2 separate regions of the Mus musculus genome follow, and region 2 is linked to region 1. The links are chromatin contacts, called in public Hi-C maps. All regions are on one chromosome and are shown on one strand. Each heading gives the region's core, a stretch centred on a gene start, on an enhancer-like site or on the middle of the called end of the contact. The rest is flanking DNA. Distances are from core to core; before and after follow the strand shown.

Region 1 (2,771 bases), core at 6-2,505:
TTCATAATACTAACTTGATGTTGCTCCAAGTCACCCCAGTGTAACGACAAACTGCCAGCTTCATTCCTGAAGTGGGCTGGGGCCAACTGCCGTCCAGGAGGGGGCTGCCCTCTGCTAGACATAATGATGGTCACTTGGATAAATGGGGAGGGAAAAGTGGCCGCAGGGACCTGAGAGAAATCCTGGTTATAGACCCTACAAACAATGGGGTTGATTTTAACCACAAGAGCTTACAAAATAAATGGTGACTGTTCATAGCAAAAACAAAAACAAAAACAAAAACAAAAACAAAAAACAACAAAACAATAAACATCAATTGCACACAACCCAGGAAGTGAATTCATGCATGAATTTCACTTTCTAGAAAGATAACTATTCCCTTGAACACAAATGTAGAAAGCCCTCAGGAGGCGGAGGCAGAGGCAGAGGCAGGGGAATCTCTAAGAATTCAAGGCTAGCCTTGTCATAGTGGGTTTCAGGCTAGCCAATGCTACATAGAAAAACTTTTTCAAAAAAAAAAAAAAAAAAAGGAAAGAAAGAAAGAAGAAAAGAAAGGAAGGAAGGAAGGATAGAAAAAAAAAGAACAAAGGTAGGTATCCTGAAGACATAAAAAGTGGGACATACAAGTAGGGAATAGTAATGGGGGAGGTCAGACAATACACAACACACAGGAAATAAAATTGTGCCTACTTCCAACTTTAGATAGTTACCATTCGAACATTTACCTGTATGAGACAAAGCCATCCTAAAACTGTCTTGATTCCTATTATTCATACTAGGCTCTCCTATATCCTGTATCACAAATTTTATTTCATAACTTTGTTTTTTGTTTTTTTGTTTTTTTGAGAAAGGGTTTCTCTGTGTAGCCCTGGCTGTCCTGGAACTCACTTTGTAGACCAGGCTGGCCTCGAACTCAGAAATTCGCCTGCCTCTGCCTCCCGAGTGCTGGAATTAAAGTTATACACCACCACGCCCGGTTTATTTCATAATTTTGAAGGTAATTTCCACCTCAAAAGCATCTGAAGACGAAAAAAATACCCATGCAAGCAAATCTACCCTGCCTCAAACCGCTCCTCAGAGAGAAGAGGAGCCTGAGACAGCATGCTTGCTGCATTATCAGCATGCTTGACAGGGCTTGGACCGCGCATGCTCCCCTTCACGGAGTAAGTCTGCCTCACAGCACATGTCCCAGGCTGGTCCTTGTGCCCAGCGGGCACTGCACCGGAAGTCTCCTGACTCTGCGGTACAGGCGCACTTGCTCGCTGCAGTCATGCAATTCCCCTGTGCTATGACGGATAGCTCCGGTAGCAGTCACCCACTGCAGCCTCAGTACCGCCCCTGCCCAACGGCTCTCTTCCTGGGCATCCTGCAAACCCAATGCTGTGCTTCCTGTCCCCCCCCCCCACCACCCCAATTTGGACACACCCACATGTAAAGTGTTCCCCAAACACCATGTGATTGCCCCAAGACTCTAAATGAGGAACGTTCTTCTTACTCTCGTCCCACCCATGTATCTGTTCAGTCTTTTTTAACCTCCCTCCAATTCCACGACTTCCGGGAAACATTCACGAGAGTCTTGCATTATCCTTTAGGTGTGGGCTCTGCTCTGTGGCTCCTACCCCCCGCGTGACTTGCTGTGTTCGCGGCACAGGCAGAGCTGTGCAGGGGTCTTTATTTCTTCCCCTACCCCTCGAGCTTGGGAAAGCACCACACAAGGCTTACTCTCTGTTTGTTTGTTTTCCCACACACTTAGCACAGACGTTAAGCGCACAGTGGAGAGGGGAGGAGCCTGCCTGCCAGCAAACCTGGCCGGCCACACCCAGTCACAATTCTCTCCTTTGGGACACTTACGGTTTCCACAGTTGAGTCCACCGAGGCCAAATGGGCAACTGTAAATCAAGAGAGAGACAAGAGAAGACTCAGTCTCAAATCACAACAAAATCTGTAAGGAGGCAACGTATGTGAGAAATTTCTTTAGTTAGGATGGGTTCATTAGGATAGTCTGTCTTTTATTCTTTTTCTTTTTCTGGAGGGGGAGGGAGGCATTTTTCAAAACAGGGTTTCTTTGTGTTTTCAAAATAGGGCCTCTCTGTAGACTGGGCCGGCCTGGAATTCAGAGGTCCACCTGCCTCTGCCTTCTGGGTGCTGGGATTAAAGATGTATGCCAACACTGCTGGGAAGTTTTTTGTTTTGTTTTAAATAAGCATACTTCATTCTATATCACTGATTATTGATAAGCTATTTGTTACAGGTTAAACATTCCTGAAGACTCCCACATCTGGAATATCGTCAAACCCTAAATCTTTTTTTAAAAAAAGTTTATTTATTTATTTAATGTCTATGAATACACCATTGCTCTCTTCAAACACACCAGAAGAGAGCATCAGACCCCATTACAGATGGTTGTAAGCCACCATGTGGTTTCTGGAAACTGAACTCAGGACCTCTGGCAGAGCAGTCAATGCCCTTAACCACTAAGCCATCTCTCCAGCCCCAGTCTTTTGTTTTTTGTTTTTTAAAAGACATTTGTAACAACTTCATCAGGAAAAGGGAATAGGGAGCCTACCTCATACAGGTTTCATTTTCAAGCCTATATCCATCTTCACATGCTGAAAGAGAAAAGGGAAAATCCATGAGGGTTAATGTGACCAAAAATCACAGTTAAACATCAGCCAAAAGTCCACAAGACTATTCTAGAAGCAGAGAATTTTTAAATTATCTATATTCTGATCTGAACATTTTTGATCAAGAAACATTTTTGACCTTATTGT
Region 2 (2,784 bases), core at 225-2,724, 360 kb before region 1:
AGCAGCAGGTAGTTGTGGGCAACACCCCACAAAAGACAAAGACTATTGTGATTTCCAACTCCTGAAATCTGGAGGGGTTTTGTTTCGTTTTTTTAGTAACACACTCTGCCGTAGACCAAAATTCAGGCATGTGCCTCAATATTTCAAGCCCCTTGATGATTCTGATGCTCTGTGGGCTATGGGCTTAGCACCCCAAGCCATGAAAACTGTGACAGAATGCAGTGTGGCGTCCCATCGGGGTTTATCAAGACAGAGAATTTAGCAAGGAAGGGCAAAGCAGTTGGACTAACACATGGGCAAAGAGCTTGATAGATGCTTCGCCAGAGAAGACCCACAGGTACCAGTGCACTGAAGAGAGTCAGCATCTCTGCTCACCAGGGAAATGTAAATCAATGCTGTAATGGGATGCACTTAGATCTAATAAAATAGCTCTTAGTTATGGACACACCTCAGAAAATAGCAAGTGTCTGTAAAGATGTAAAAGAAGTTGTAATGTGGCTGGATGGCTGGGTGAGATATAAAATGTTACCATAGCTATGGAAAACACTGTAGGAAGTCCCAATATGTGTATGTAAATTATATATATATGTATATATATGTGTGTGTGTGTGCATATATACATGTATATGTGTATGTGTGTGTATATATGTATATGTGTGTGTGTATATATATATATAATTTATGACCCAGTAATCCCACTTCTGGAAGCATTTTGAAATCAATTGAAAGCAGAGACACAAACATATCTACACACTCATGTTCATAACATTGCTCATAGCATAGCAGCTACAGGTGCCCATGGACAAAAGAACACACAAAGTATGGCCTGCGAACAATGAACATTATTCAGCCTTAAAAAGGAGGAAAATCTGACACCAGCTTCCATCATGCACAGACCTTGGGAACATTATGCTAAGTAAAAGGACCCAGTCACGGAGACCAGTAGTCTATTATTTCACTTACATGGCTACTTTGAATAGTCAACTTTACATAGGCAAGAGGCAGCATGGTGATTTCCAGGGACAGGGAAGGAAGTGATGGGCAGTTAACTGTTCAGTGGGTGCAGTTTCAGTTTCCCTTCTGGAGCCCTTTGGTTGGCCAACACGCTGAATGCACGATTCTCCTAAGGTTAAACACCGTTTAAAGTCAACGTGCCTTATGGCATAGGGGTGTGTGCTTACAAACAATGAAGATTTAGTTAGCCCTGGATTCTTGGGCCCAGGCTGCAAAACCCCATCTAGGTCCCTCTCTACCATGATACATGGTGTGTGTGTGTGTGTGTGTGTGTGTGTGTGGTTTTTTTCTGTCCCTGGGTGCCTTCTTCCAGCTAAGTCTGGAATTCTGAAGAAGTGTCATAAAATACACTTGGGTGTTCAGGGAGCTGGAGCAAAGGGCAGCAGCCCAGGTGGCCCTGGCTGGATACAGGCAATTCTGTCTCTTGGACTTACCTGACAGTTTCCACTGTCATAACCTAGCTGACCTCAGGGACACTCACCCAGGCTGTGGGTAAATACTGCCAGTGGCCTGGGGACAGAGAACAAGGCTGTGAGAATTGACATCGCGGTGTAAATCTTCATCCACTTAAAAACAGCACCACCTTCACTTTGTTGAGTTCCTCTGGACCAGTTTTAGGGCTAAAGCTTTCATAGCAATAAATTATATTTTGCTCGTTTTATAGACTAGGTGACTTGCCCTGGCTGCTTAGCTCCCAGATGGTGCCCTCAGGGCCTGGCCTTCCCTTCGGCTCAGCATCCTCCCAAGGCTGAAGGCATCAGAATTTAGTGAGCTCTTTAACTTTAGTGGGCTTCCATCTGCGGCTCCCTGAGTTGAACAGTACTTGGATGAGGATTTAGACAGCACTGGCCCCACCACAAAGGCCACACCAGCCAGACATGGCAGCTCAGGCTGGTAACCCTGGCACTCGAGAGACAAAGGCAGGAAGATCACTGAGGCTAGCCTGGGCTAGAGAGCAGGGTCCTGCCTCCAAACGACAAAATAAAACACACTGCAGCATACGTTTCCGACTCCCCCTCTCACTTCTGACATTAAATTCTCCCCCCACCCCAAAAAAGGGAAGCAAGCAGAGATAGATTGTGTCCTGTGTGTTTGTCTGTCATGTGGGGAAGTCAGGGTAGCAGGGACCAGAGGCCACTGTTTACACTGTACCTGTGGTCCAGAAGTGAAGAAGGTATATGCTGGTACTCAGCTAGCTCTCCCTTTCTTTTGAGTGCAGGACCCAGCTCATCAAATAGCGTTGTCCACTGTTAGGGCGGTTTCCCCCCTCCATTACCTAATGTGAGATGGTCCCACAGACAGCACCAGAGGCTGGTTTTCTTGCTGATTCTACAGCCTGTCCAGCTGACATCAGTATTAACTGGGAACTTGATCTACTATGAAGTCTTGGGGCAGAACTTATCTGCCTCTGACAGGGGCCACCCTAGCCTTGAAGCTGTTGCAGTCTGCCCAACAGACAGCACATTCCACCACTGAAATCCCAGATGCCAAACCCCCAAAAGTTGAGGATCTCTCTCCTGGTCTTGTTGGTATCCAATCCAGAGAGTTAATGGTTCTGGCCTTTGCCTTAGTCCAGAGCCCCAGCAATGAAATAGTTGTCCACAGTTAGGGCAGTCTTCCCACCTCCATTAGCCTAATGTGAGATGGTCCCTCACAGACCAGGGCACCCTCTAAAGGCCTGATCTCACACACACACACACACACACACACACACACTTTTTGGTATAATAACCTTGGGTTTCATATTACTCTGCCATACCTAAAACCATA

What was found. Hi-C and Micro-C count contacts between places; a contact is called where the count stands out from the background.
Region 2: a contact with region 1 is called in a Hi-C map of B cells, with 5 times the contacts expected there. The contact joins two enhancer-like sites. A contact is called at or near these places in 1 of 39 promoter capture datasets (embryonic stem cells), 2 of 15 datasets of contacts at CTCF or cohesin (both in embryonic stem cells), 64 of 484 Hi-C or Micro-C datasets (B cells, the Ba/F3 cell line, the C10 cell line and 28 more), 11 of 115 datasets of contacts at active chromatin or transcription factors (the HPC-7 cell line, acute myeloid leukemia, bone marrow-derived dendritic cells and 5 more) and 2 of 9 other capture datasets (embryonic stem cells and pancreatic islet).

What each region holds. Positions count from the first base shown.
Region 1 is chr16:33,750,290-33,753,060 of GRCm38.p6, reverse strand. It overlaps Heg1 (heart development protein with EGF-like domains 1), which reads right to left. Exons shown (of 15, transcript NM_175256.5): 11 at 2,567-2,609; 12 at 1,852-1,889. Among named protein-coding and RNA genes, the nearest start is that of Muc13, 43 kb to the left of the region's middle. Within about 2 kb of position 1,255, at least 146 of the 459 cell types and tissues checked have an H3K27ac peak or open chromatin away from gene starts, as enhancers often do. A contact at or near this core is called in B cells, acute myeloid leukemia, bone marrow-derived dendritic cells and 3 more, where this site is marked.
Region 2 is chr16:34,109,706-34,112,489 of GRCm38.p6, reverse strand. The region is part of intron 34 of Kalrn (kalirin, RhoGEF kinase); the gene reads left to right. Among named protein-coding and RNA genes, the nearest start is that of Gm41448, 9.0 kb to the left of the region's middle. Within about 2 kb of position 1,474, at least 39 of the 459 cell types and tissues checked have an H3K27ac peak or open chromatin away from gene starts, as enhancers often do. A contact at or near this core is called in B cells, acute myeloid leukemia, bone marrow-derived dendritic cells and 3 more, where this site is marked.